3 separate regions of the Mus musculus genome follow, and regions 1 and 3 are each linked to region 2. The links are chromatin contacts, called in public ChIA-PET and HiChIP or PLAC-seq maps. All regions are on one chromosome and are shown on one strand. The core of a region is the stretch at or near the end of the contact, and the rest is flanking DNA. Distances in the headings are between cores, read along the strand shown.

The links. ChIA-PET counts read pairs in DNA pulled down with a chosen protein or histone mark. HiChIP or PLAC-seq counts read pairs in DNA pulled down with a chosen protein or histone mark.
Region 1: a contact with region 2 is called in an RNA polymerase II ChIA-PET map of memory CD8 T cells, with 59 read pairs. The contact joins the enhancer-like site here to the promoter of Snhg17 in region 2. A contact is called at or near these places in 2 of 39 promoter capture datasets (the 3T3-L1 cell line and neural stem cells), 1 of 484 Hi-C or Micro-C datasets (embryonic stem cells), 3 of 115 datasets of contacts at active chromatin or transcription factors (embryonic stem cells, memory CD8 T cells and pancreatic cancer cells) and 2 of 9 other capture datasets (adipose tissue and liver).
Region 3: a contact with region 2 is called in a FOXA1 HiChIP or PLAC-seq map of pancreatic cancer cells. The contact joins the enhancer-like site here to the promoter of Snhg17 in region 2. A contact is called at or near these places in 9 of 39 promoter capture datasets (the 3T3-L1 cell line, 3T3-L1-derived adipocytes, frontonasal cranial neural crest and 4 more), 1 of 15 datasets of contacts at CTCF or cohesin (embryonic stem cells), 26 of 484 Hi-C or Micro-C datasets (the AML12 cell line, B cells, the BV-2 cell line and 20 more) and 5 of 115 datasets of contacts at active chromatin or transcription factors (astrocytes, bone marrow-derived dendritic cells, bone marrow-derived macrophages and 2 more).

Annotation. Positions count from the first base shown.
Region 1 is chr2:158,165,498-158,169,644 of GRCm38.p6, reverse strand. No RefSeq gene overlaps it. Among named protein-coding and RNA genes, the nearest start is that of Gm34514, 11 kb to the left of the region's middle. Within about 2 kb of position 2,829, at least 152 of the 459 cell types and tissues checked have an H3K27ac peak or open chromatin away from gene starts, as enhancers often do. A contact at or near this core is called in adipose tissue, liver, memory CD8 T cells and 1 more, where this site is marked.
Region 2 is chr2:158,359,874-158,363,630 of GRCm38.p6, reverse strand. It overlaps Snhg17 (small nucleolar RNA host gene 17), which reads left to right and starts at 2,109. Exons shown (of 6, transcript NR_027887.1): 1 at 2,109-2,226; 2 at 2,561-2,688; 3 at 3,032-3,167. LOC115489589 (a small nucleolar RNA gene) reads left to right here and starts at 3,702; the gene lies at 3,702-3,757. RefSeq lists a cis regulatory region at 1,901-2,177.
Region 3 is chr2:158,111,966-158,115,693 of GRCm38.p6, reverse strand. Gm34458 (a long non-coding RNA gene) reads right to left here. Exons shown (of 2, transcript XR_001783529.1): 2 at 2,869-3,535. Among named protein-coding and RNA genes, the nearest start is that of Gm34458, 8.6 kb to the right of the region's middle. Within about 2 kb of position 1,748, at least 105 of the 459 cell types and tissues checked have an H3K27ac peak or open chromatin away from gene starts, as enhancers often do. A contact at or near this core is called in 3T3-L1-derived adipocytes, the AML12 cell line, the Ba/F3 cell line and 4 more, where this site is marked.

The sequences.
Region 1 (4,147 bases), core at 1,580-4,079, 190 kb after region 2:
CAAGTCAGCGTCTTTGGAATGCTCTAAAGAGGCTAAATACTTCAGGCTGCCTTGGATTCTTACAATACCTTACTGGAGACAAAAGGGGGTTGGGAGAGGGTGTAATGAGTATGTTGCTGGTCACTATAACAAAATCTGTGACTGAAGCAGCCTAAGGAAGGGAGGGTTCACTTGGCTCACAGAACGTGCAGTCCTTCACGGTGGAGAGGACGTGGGGACAGGAGCTGGAGGTGGTGTGTCCTATTGCATCCAAGTCAGGAACTGGAAAGTCATGAAGTCAGTTTCTTGAGATTCCAATGCGTGGGGTGATGCCACCCACAGGAAGGTTGAGCCTCCCCACCTCAGTTAACTCAACCTAAGTTTTGTCTCCTAGGTGAGAAAGTTCCTGTTAAGTTGACTGTCGACACAAATTAACCACCACAGAGGGGCTGCTCCACTGATGGGAAAACTGAGTCCAAGGCAACATGGAGGTCAGTCACATGCCAGTCCCCTCCCCACCCCCTTTCCACTACTCTGACACTGATGCCTGAATGACATCTCCTGGTGTCTCTAATCAGGCAAAGCTGTGCACCCTCTTCACTCCCCCCCCCCCCCCAAAGCGCTGGCTCACTGCCCTCCAGTGGCGTCTAGCCAGGTGTTGAAATCAGACTGTGGATGCTGTGCACTTGGCTGGAGCAGGTCCCTGGATTCCACCCCTTTTTAGGCCAAATCTGAGCGGTGTGTGGTCCTACTCCAGGCTGCTGAGTCGCTATCAGAGGAATTAAAGGTCCCAGGGGCTGGAACAGGTCAACTGCTGGGTCCTGGGCTCCGCTGACTCACTGAGTGATCCTGTGCAAGTCACCTCTCCACTCAGAACTGCAGTTTCTGCGGATGAACGCTAACGTCTAAGCTTTCTTCAGGAGTTGATGGAGCACAGGCTCACACTGTGAGGTCAACAAGTTGTCGGCAGATCACTTTAAAATAGAAAGATGACTCAGGAGAGCCAATATGTCATAGGACATCAGAACCATAGTGTCTAAAGACCTGGAACAGCAGGACCGATGGGCAAAGTGTGAGGAGAACACAAGGGGCAAGGGGCACTTTCCGACAGCCTGTGCGGTGCCTGGACTCAGACACCAGCCAGCCTCGGTCACTGAGGCAGTGTGAGTTTAAGTCAGCAGGTCTCCGGGGGGCATTTTACAATTTATAAGGTTATTTTGGATGTCACAACAATTAAGGAATTAAGGGTCGTAGTGATATTTTGGGTCCAAGAATCAGGGATCCTGGGTCTCGCCAAAATGTCCGAAACCATCTCTTCCTCTCCTCCAACAGAGCATTCCCTGACTTCCTTCACTACGCTCAAACGCCCACTAACAAACAACAACAACAACAAAAAACAAAAACAAAAATTAAAAAAAAAAAACACACCACAAATCTAAACAGATCAGGTTTTCATCCACAGCAGAGCCAAAGGACTTTGCAGGAAGTCAAAGAAGGACTCTAGCTCGGGAACAGGTTGTTACTGACAGAGAAGCAGACATGGGACAAGAACGGTGACTCAGTTTCTGAATCATTTTCTCATTCCACACAGCCCGTCTGGTCAGAAAGTTGGACCATCTCCAATGGCAGAGTTATAGGAAAAGGGTTCTGAGCGTGGCTCTAATTCCTGCAAGCATAGCAAAACCAATGTGTGGGGGATGGAGGGATGAGGCTCCTACAGGCTTAGTAGTGTGCCACTGGCTTCCCCATAGGCTTAGCATCCAGTTCTAGTGTGCCACTGGCGTCCCCATATCACTGGGTAGATGGTGGATTCTTGTGATTCGTCCCCTCTTCCAAATAAGGGATGTGGTCACATGAGGCTTGGTGCAGACATGAGGCATCTCTGAGCTAGGGGTGCACTTTCTAATTGTGACATCAGCTGGGAACTGCGTATCTCTGTTCTCCGGGGGCCCTTGCTGACTCTCTGCAGGTGACATGTGCCATGTGTCTTCCTGCATGCTCTCTTTTTTCAGCTACAGTTATTTCTCCTCCTCTGGCCACATGCAGATGAGCACAGGCTATTATGCCCTGCCCTGATAGCAGGCATTATTTTCCTTTCCAGCTGAAACCCTTCTTTTCATCTTCCTGATTCCTGGGTCTAAGGGTCGCTGGGCTGCTCACCTCCTTGGAATCTGAATTTACTCATTATGTGTGACCCCGAGTCTGATATTTTCTTATCCCTTCCTGGGTGGTTGTTCCCAAGATTATATTGAAACACATTATCTTATTATAAGTAACTTCCTTTCTATTCCTTCTTTATATGATTGGTGTGTGTGCGTGTGTGTTTTATTACCCATGAGTTCCATTTCAAAAGTAAGATCAAGCACTTAATATAAATAAAAAGGCTTGGGTAATTACACTTGTGGGTTCAGGCTTGGGAGCTGAAAGCAGGAAGATCAAGAGTTCCAAGTCATCCTAGCTACATAGCAAATTTGAGGCCATCCTTGGCTACATGAGACACTGTAGTTCATTCAAAACCAAATGAAACCAAAAGTAAAGCTTCAACTAGAAACTGTTCACATATGCAAGAACATTTGTGTTCTAACCACTCCTAACAGCCCCAAGTGGGAAAAGTGTCACACCCGTCAGAGCTGAAGGGATTCGCGCCCTGAGGTGAGACAACCCAAGAACTCTGTGTACCACAGAAGAGGAGCCAGGCATGACTGTCCACAGAGACACAGAGAGAAGCATCACACTCAAACATGGGAGCGAGTGGAAGATCCAGGAAGGAAGCTAGATCCACCTACACAGAGCTCTAGAGGAGGCTGGTTAATTCTGCACTGCCAGACAGCAGGGAGGTGCCTGCAGGCCTTTGTGGTCAGTGACCCAGTGAAAGCGAAAGGGGACTTACAGGAAGATGTGTGGCGCCCCACTTCCTGATCTGGTTTGTCAGTGTGTGAAAACTCACCAGGCTGTTCACTTGTGAGCACTTCCTTGTGTGTATGCCAGTACTAAAGCTTTTCAGCGAAGTACAAAACAGAACCGTATGTGTGTGTGATGATAAATGATAGACAGACGAATAGATACATAGATCAATTTACAGATAGACTATTGATACAGGCTTGATCCTCAGGGTAGACCAACAGGCTAGAGTCAGGAAGGAGATGATATAGCTATTTGAATCAGAAGTCAGTCTATGGGCAAGGACCTCCCTCTGGAGTAACTGAATGGAGGCTCGTTGGCTATAGTTTCCTGACTTAAATGTTGGATGTTGGGGTTGGGGAGATGGCTCAGTGGGTAAGAGCACCCGACTGCTCTTCCGAAGGTCAGGAGTTCAAATCCCAGCAACCACATGGTAGCTCATAACCATACGTAATGAGATCTGACTCTCTCTTCTGGAGTGTCTGAGGACAGCTACAGTGTACTTACATATAATAAATAAATAAATAAATAAATAAATAAATATCTTTTAAAAATGTTAGATGTTTGTTTGTCTTGTCTGAAACAATAACAACAACAAAACAGAAGACGTCTATAGAAACAGTTAGGATCTTACCCAATCAAATAACAGTGTAGCATGACCTAGTTAACTGGACACTTCAAATGAACAAGCATAATGTTACTCTTTAACAAAACAGTCATTAAGGGGTGGGGAGCTTCCTACTAACAAGTTTGTGAATAGCTAACATGAACAATGCTCCCAAGAGGCCTTGTTATAGTTATGGTTGCTGCAGAGCCATGCCCACCCTGTGAGCAGAACCGCAAGAACTAGGTCAAAGGAGAGAACGTGCCCATGAGCCCCTGTCCTCTGCTTGCCAGGGTAACCTGGAGAAATTTGGCTACTTTTGCTATCAGACTTGGGAATCCCAGCCTATGGCCCAAGCCAGGTTCAACCACCCGTGTTCAGCAAGCTAATTAAAGGAGCCAAACCGTGGGCTGGAGTGATGGCTCAGTAGTTAAGAGCTCTTGTTTTTGAGTTTGATTCTCAGCATCCACAGGCCAGCTTACTGCCATCTGTAACTCCAGCCCCAAGGGATCTGACATGCTCTTCTGATCTCCGAGGACACTGTGCATGTCAAACATACATACAGACAAAACACTCAACATATGTAAAATAATATATAAATCTAAAAGGTTTTAAAAGAAGCAGGAAAGAGAGGTTTACTCGGTGTGTCCACACTGAGAAGAG
Region 2 (3,757 bases), core at 860-3,359:
TGAACCTGAGTTTTCTGGAAGAGGAGTCAGTACTCTTAACTGCTGACCTATCTCTCCAGCCCCTCAAAATTAAATTTTAAAAGAGGGCTGGTGTTTGGGCTTAGTGACAAAGCAATCACCTAGCGGGGGTGAAACATTTAGTGCTGGTTTAACCTCCAGTATCCAGAAAGAAAGAAAACTCCAATATGATGACATCAGTTGCCTTCTCATTGCTCTGTAAGATACGCTGACAAAAGCGAGCTGATCGGGAAGGAAGCTATTCTGGCTCCCAGTTGGAGGGTACAGTCTATCATGGGAGAGGGGTTCTGGTTGAGATGGCTGGTCATGCTGCATTCAAAGCTGGGACACAAAGAGTAACAATTGCTACTGCTCAGCTAATTCTCCACTGTTCAGCTCAAGACCCCAGACCAGAGAATGGTGCTGTCCACACCCAGTTAAGGTGGGCTTTCTCATCTTGTTTGGTATAATCTAGATCATTCCTTTACAAACAAGCCCAGCAGCTAACTTAATCTTGGTGTCCCTAACAGATGTGCCTAGCCTATTGTCTTCTAGGTGATTCTGAATCCTGTCAAGTTGGCAATATTAACCATGACAATGCTGACACAATATCTTGTTACAGTATTAAATTCATAAAAATACATCTACCTTTTGCCTTAATTTCTTAAAAAAAGATTTATTTATTTAATGGATAGGAGTACACTGTAGTTGTCTTCAGACACACCAGAAGAGGGCATCAGATCTCACTGTAGAAGGTTGTAAGCCACCATGTGGTTGCTGGGAATTGAACTCAAGACCTCTGGATGAGTGGTCAGTGCTCTTAACCGCTGAGCCATCTCACCAGCCCTAAAAAATATATATATATATATTTAATATATATTTAATATATATTTATATATATATTTAATATATATTATATATATATATATTAAATATACTTATTTAATATATTTAATATATAATACATATTTAATATATAATATATATTTAATATATATTTTAATAATATATATATATATTTTTTAATGGTTTTTTGAGACAGGGTTTCTCTGTATAGCTCTGGCTGTCCTGAAACTCACTTTGTAGACCAGGCTGGCCTCAAACTCAGAAATCTGCCTTCCTCTGCCTTCTAAGTGCTGGGATTAAAGGTGTGCGCCACCACGCCTGGCTTCCTTCCTTCCTTCCTTCCTTCCTTCCTTCCTTCCTTCCTTCCTTCCTTCCTTTCTTTCTTTCTTTCTTTCTTTCTTTCTTTCTTTCTTTCTTTTAATGCTATGCCTGCGAGTGTTTTGCCTGAAATACTATGTGTACCACTTTTACAGGCAGTGTTTACAATGTACAGAAGAGGGCGTCATATCCCCTAGAACTGGAGTTACAGACAAACATTAGGCTCTCTGTATGAGTACTGGGAATTGAACTCAGGTCCTCTGCAATTGCTTTAAGTCACTGAGCCATCTCTCCAGCCCAGACTATCTTTTGTCTTTAAGTCACCCTTAGAGGCGGAAGAGATGGCTGGCTCAGAGGTCATTTGGACTCTTTCAGTGGAGTTCCTTCTTCAGCCCCAAGGGCAGAGCTGCTGTACATAGGGCCAAGAGCCACATTTGGCCTAGGATCCAAGCAGAGTTTGGGAGTATGAAGACTTGGAAACACGTGAGCTCCTTCTCAAACATCTGTCTCTCATCTGTTACTTGGATCAGGACTTTTCTGGTTAAGGGAATCGTCCCATCGGCCTTATGATTTTTAGGTAGACTTTTAGCAAAGCATTCATTCTTTGCTCTCATCCCTTCCACATGCCAGTCTCAAGCCACTACTGACCTCGTGTGGTGGTGTTTAAAGTCATCATTTGTTCCTTTGTGACACCACTGAGCCATGTGCTGTGGAATCAGTAGTTTGTAAGAGAGGTCTGCTTCAGAACAAACAGAAAAAATACGGCAAACGAGAGACAGTTTCCTCCTAAAACGTATCATTGTTTAAAAAAAAAAAAAAATTAACTTAATATGTTCAAACAGTTGTTAGTCTCCTCTCCTCGTGGGGGCGCTGGAGGGCCCGCCGCTCGGAGATGCTGCTCTAGGCTGCAGCGTGCTTTGTCATTTGTTCTTCCGCCAGCGCCCATCGTGAAGACCACAGTTTCCTGTCGCGTGGATGTGTTTCCTCTCTGGCCATTGCCATCCGCCCAAATCTACAGACATCCCGCATGTTCCCGGGCTCGTCTCCCCAATACAGGGCACCAAGGTGAGTGCAAGGTGCATGGGCAGCGCCGTTTCCTCCATCAAGGAAACCGGGCTGCGGGCCGTCGGTGGGCGGCTGGTCTGCTGGGTCTAGAGGAGGGAGGGCCTCAAGCCGCGTGCTTTTCACCGTCTGAGTATCTGAAGCCTCAAAGCCATGTCTGTCGCCTACAAAAAGTGGGTCGGTGTTTACGACCTGTGTCCCATGTTTTTAGCATCCTACCAAGGCGAATCCATTGACCAGGATTTAAGTTGAGACTCCCCCAGGACCCCGGGTGCAGCATCTGGGTCCCCCTGCCCCGCCCTGCCTTGCGCCGCAGCCGCTTCCGTTGTCCTGCCAGGCTGTAGACTGCGCAGCCCTCCTGGAGACAGATGGAAGCTCCTTGGGTCGACAGATTACAGCTTCTGGAACCCCCTACTCCCTTCAACTCCGAGATGGACACCCACTGTCCAGGGAGAGGATGCCTGGGTAAGTGCTCTGCTATTCGGGAGCAACTTGAAGCCCGGGTGCCTGTAATTGGCCTTCCCATGGGTACCAGCAGAGGGGTGGTGTGGAGTTCTGATTACTACTTTTGAGGAGGTCGACAAAGCCACTGTGCAGAGAGAAGCTCGGTGAGGGCTCGAAATAACCAAGGGCAAGATTCTGGGGACAGTTCTGTTCCATGTTGCATAGTGGGGATTACAGAGGAAAGGGGGGGGTGTCTATGCTCCGTGGTTTGCTACCTGGCAGCTTTTGTGTTTGGGATTCTGGGTGCTTTCCCAGGTAACTGGGTGCTGTTCATGTGGCTCACCTGGGCTTATTGTATTTGCAGAAATAACAGCTGGGATCTACAGTGGCCAAAGAGTTGTCTCCGTCTTGCTACATCGACAAACTGGTGCTCCTGAGTGAGGATTGTGCCCTGGGATGGGGGATTCAGTTTCTTCATTTATAGTTGGAAGTGGGTGAAGGTGAGGTGAGGCTGGGTTCTTTGAGGTGTGCCTGCTTGTTGCTGTACCCACTTGGGATCTGTGTCTTGTGTGTCCTGTGTTCCCACTGTCGCTTCTGTACCCTTCTGCTTTACTCTGGTGGGTGGAGAGCAGAATGGAAAGGAGCCAGAAGATTTTGGGGGTCATATGCACCATCCAGATTTCAGCCACTGCTCTCTGCTGGCTTCCGGGCCTTGTCTGGTTCTTGATTTCCTCATCTGAAAAATGGGACTACCTCTGTGACATAAGAGTCCTGTCACCTCAGTTCTGCCAGCTGGGCAGGTTGCATTGATCTAAGACAGCAAGTGCTGAGCCTACTGCAGGTCTCGTGGCCAGTGCTTATTAGAACTGTCACCTCCTCCCGGCCAGTCTTCCGAGCTCTCCTTAAGGAACAGCTGTTGCTCAGTTAGGAGCAGCCTCTTTCCTTTGTTGGCTGTCTGGCTGTTGCCTATCTGTCCATCTCTTTCCAGTTTAACCATTACCCAGCTCTTGGCCATAGTCTTCCTTGCCCTCTGCCCCTGTATTCGAAAGTGATTGTGGGCTGCCTGTGCCCTGGTCATTGATACTGCAGG
Region 3 (3,728 bases), core at 499-2,998, 250 kb after region 2:
AGGACCAACTCTTGGAAGTTGTCTGTGTTCTTCACATGCACGTGCATACACTAGATGGATGGATGGATGGATGGACGGACGGACGGACAGACAGACAGACAGACAGACAGATAGATAGATGATAGATAAATGATAGATAGATAGATAGATGAATGATAGATAGATAGATAGATAGATGATCGATATGTGATAGATAAATGTAACTTTTATTTATTATTTGGTAATTTCTTACTACTATTACTATTAGTTGCTGAAAGAAAGTGCAGAGGCAAGCTAGTCTGGTTAATCCTCCCTTATGTTGCCTGCTGGCAGATCCTTACCAGAGACCAGCCAGCAAAGGACTCTGGGAAACTCCTCCGGAAAACAGAGGTGGTCAGGCAAGGGAAAGGATGAGCTGGGTGGGGCCTCCTGTCATTGACTCTATCCGTCAGCCCCATGTGCAGAACTCTTACTCAGCTTCCAGAACGCAGCTCCAAGGAGGGCCCCTCTCTGAGGCGTTCCTAGGCTGCTGACAGATGCTTCGGCCTCTGCACATCTTAGGCAGATGTTTATGCAGGTGACAGCTGGGGCTATGAACAGTCATTTCTGCACCTGCCTGAGTTCTGAGTGCTCTGGGGCAGGGACAGACTCACAGCAAGAGGCTCCTGGGAAAACTCAAGGCTGCCAACTCTAGCTCGATGCCTGCCTGTTCACTCCTAACACAGAGGGACCAACCTGACCCAGCCAGCTCTGCTGTATATAGCTCAGCTGGCTTGAACCTCTTCTCTTGTTTACCCCACCCCCAAATAAATACATCTACTTAGTGCTTGTTCCATGTGATCAAAGAACACACCCTCAGCGTCAGGGTGAAGGCTGAGCTAGAAAAGTGCCTGTCACACAAGCGTGAGGTCCTGAGTTTGAATCCTCATCACGCACACACAGAAGCTAGGCACACAGCACCCAAGCTCATAGTCCCAGCACCGAAGGATGAAACTAAGCAGGTGAGACATGTGGATCTTGGGGCCAGCCAGTCTAGCTAAATCAGTAAAATCTGGGCTCAGTGAGAGACCCTGTCTCCAAAAAATATATAAGCTGGAAAGCCACTGAGGAAGAGAGCTGTTGACCTCTGGTCTCCATGTGCATATATACATACATATATATATATATATATATATATATATATATATATAGAGAGAGAGAGAGAGAGAGAGAGAGAGCAGTCCATTGTCTATTTAGAATACAAACGTTTCAATAAAAGCTTAGAGAAATAGAGCCGTTTGCACAGGACAGATGCCTGTGGCTTCCATTGTGAGTCTTCAATGGCAAGGCAGAGTGTCTCAAATGTGCTTATATGGCACGTTCCTAAGTCTTCCTCTGGGATTTTAGGAACCCTAAAGGTTATGCCATTTTACCTATTTGTAGATACAGAAACAGAGGGACAGAGAGGTTAAGCAATTTGCCCCAAGTCACACAGCTGGTAGGTTGCAAAATTGAGCCTTGGTCTACACAGGCAGCTATGTCCAGCACAGAGCGTGGTGGAGAAAGCCCTGTTCCTCCCAGGACTCTTCCTGCTTACCAGGGACTGGGACTTCTGGGATGGAGACCTTCATACATGCCTGGCAGCGTCATGGAATAGGGGGTGTTGGGTTCATCTTCCCACCCCCAAAAGCTTCTTTCCTTTCCAGCTGCTCTTGTTTACCTAGGGTGCCTGCCAGCTCACCCCTCAGCCTCCTGCCAAGCCTGGAATTTCAGAACGCTGATGAAGTCCAAGAGGGAGGTTGGGGCGGAGCCAAGCCAGCGCCTCCTCTAAGTACGTTTACCTTGGGGCTGGGGCAACCAGGAACCCAGTCAAAAGAGCCAGAGGACATGTAGACGGGACAAAGAAAACATTTGTTCAGAAAGCCAGCAAACCAAAGATGGAGGAGGTATCTTCACACAAGACCACTGTGCCTGGGATGCGGGCAGGGAACAGAGGGCCCTGTGAGCAGTTGGGGGTGGGGTGAGCCTTTCTCCTGAGCGGCCTTATCTGCAGGCCACTGGGTATTCTGGGTTCAGCACTTCTACAGAAAAGTTACTGATTAGAGAAATGTGTGACTTGTGTCTCTTGGGTTCCTTTACTGGCAAATGTTTATTCAATAATTAACTTATTGGGCCCCAAAAGGCTTTCTCCAGAGGACAAGGAAAGGGAGAAGCCACTTTAGAAGCCACCGGGAGGAAAAAAGAGAAGTCATATAAGTCGCCATTAACAGCCAGGCCAGGGGTTGTTAAGCACAGGTCTGAGCAGATATTTAGGGACCATGAACACCATGAAGCCCGTGGGTTCTGTGTCAAGTGGGAAAAGAAATAAGCCATCAAAATGAGAAGCTGTGCCCACGGAAGTCGTGTCCAGCCTTGAACAGGACCAGACTCTCAGTGAGTGTTGAGAAAATTTACAGACACAAAAAGCTGCTCTGTAACTCTGTTCCCATGAATCCACAGCTACTGTCAGAGCCGTGGAATCTCAGGTCACAGACTTACCCAAGACCCAGCAGTTAGAGAGGAGTTGTCCCACCGCTCTCTGAAGAATGGCCTAAAGAGAGGAGGGGAGAGGATGTGGGGAGGACAGGAAAGGGGCAGGCTTGTTTCCAGGACCCTGGACATTGGAAGCCTTGGGTTTATCCACACACTGTTTCCCCATTAGTAGCCTGAGAAAGTCAGGCTCAGAAGACCAAAGTGATAAGTAAGGAGTTTTTCGTACTTATTGTATGAACCAGAAAATCCATGAGAAAAGCACCCGTGGACACAGAAAGATGTTCAGTGATGTTGTCGGTGCCGTCATCCGCAGGAGAGAAAAAGTGAAAGCAACCCACCTGCCCACTAACTTAATTAAGAGACCAATAAACTATGCTGTATGGACCATGGAGTATTACTTGGCAGTGAAAAGGAACGAAGCCCTGATACACGCTACAGTAAGGACAGAAATAGGCTAAGTGGAAGAAAACAGAAACCAAAGCTGTCAGAATGTGTGATGCACCTATAGAGAGGAAGGAGACAGGTGGCTGCCTGGGCCTTGAGATGCGGAGGGATGGGGAGTTGGAACTAGGGGATTATGGGAATTCTGTAGACTGTCTTCATGGGTGCAGTTGTCTGGACTGGAGGCCATTGAACTAACTTGTACGGCATGTGAGTTCTATCTCAATAAAGCCATCTAAATGATTAGTATGAGCAGGGGAAGGGAGAAGGCTGAGCTGAGAGCCGCAGCCTGGGTTCTGTCTGGGGGATTTGCTTGGGCATGCTCAGTAAACATCCCATTCCCTTCCGGCTTCTTTGTTTTGTGAAATGAGGGAGCAGAGAGGAGGTGGTGCCGTCCGTTTGAGGGTACGGTGCATTCTGTAGACAGTTGTCCGTGATTACGGGTACTCCTGCCCACTGGGTAAAGTCAGAGGGTCCCTGGGGCCTTCGTAAACCCTTAATCGTTCAGTACCATGTCCATTCCAGCCAGCTGCAGGTCACACTTGATCTACACCCTTCACGATGGCTAACGAGCTGCCTCTAGACAGTGTCCTCAGCTGCTGTCCTATAGCAAGAAATATGAAGCATCTTAGTTAGTACATGCCTGTCATCTCGGCTCTGAGGTTAGGCAAGAGGATTGTAAGTTTGAGGCCAGCCTGTGCTACATGGTGAGGCCCTGTCTCTGAAAAAGAAAGTGAAGACAACCAGAGGCAAAGGTCCAGCCTTGTCAGTTTTACATCCACTCCTCCAGACTTGTT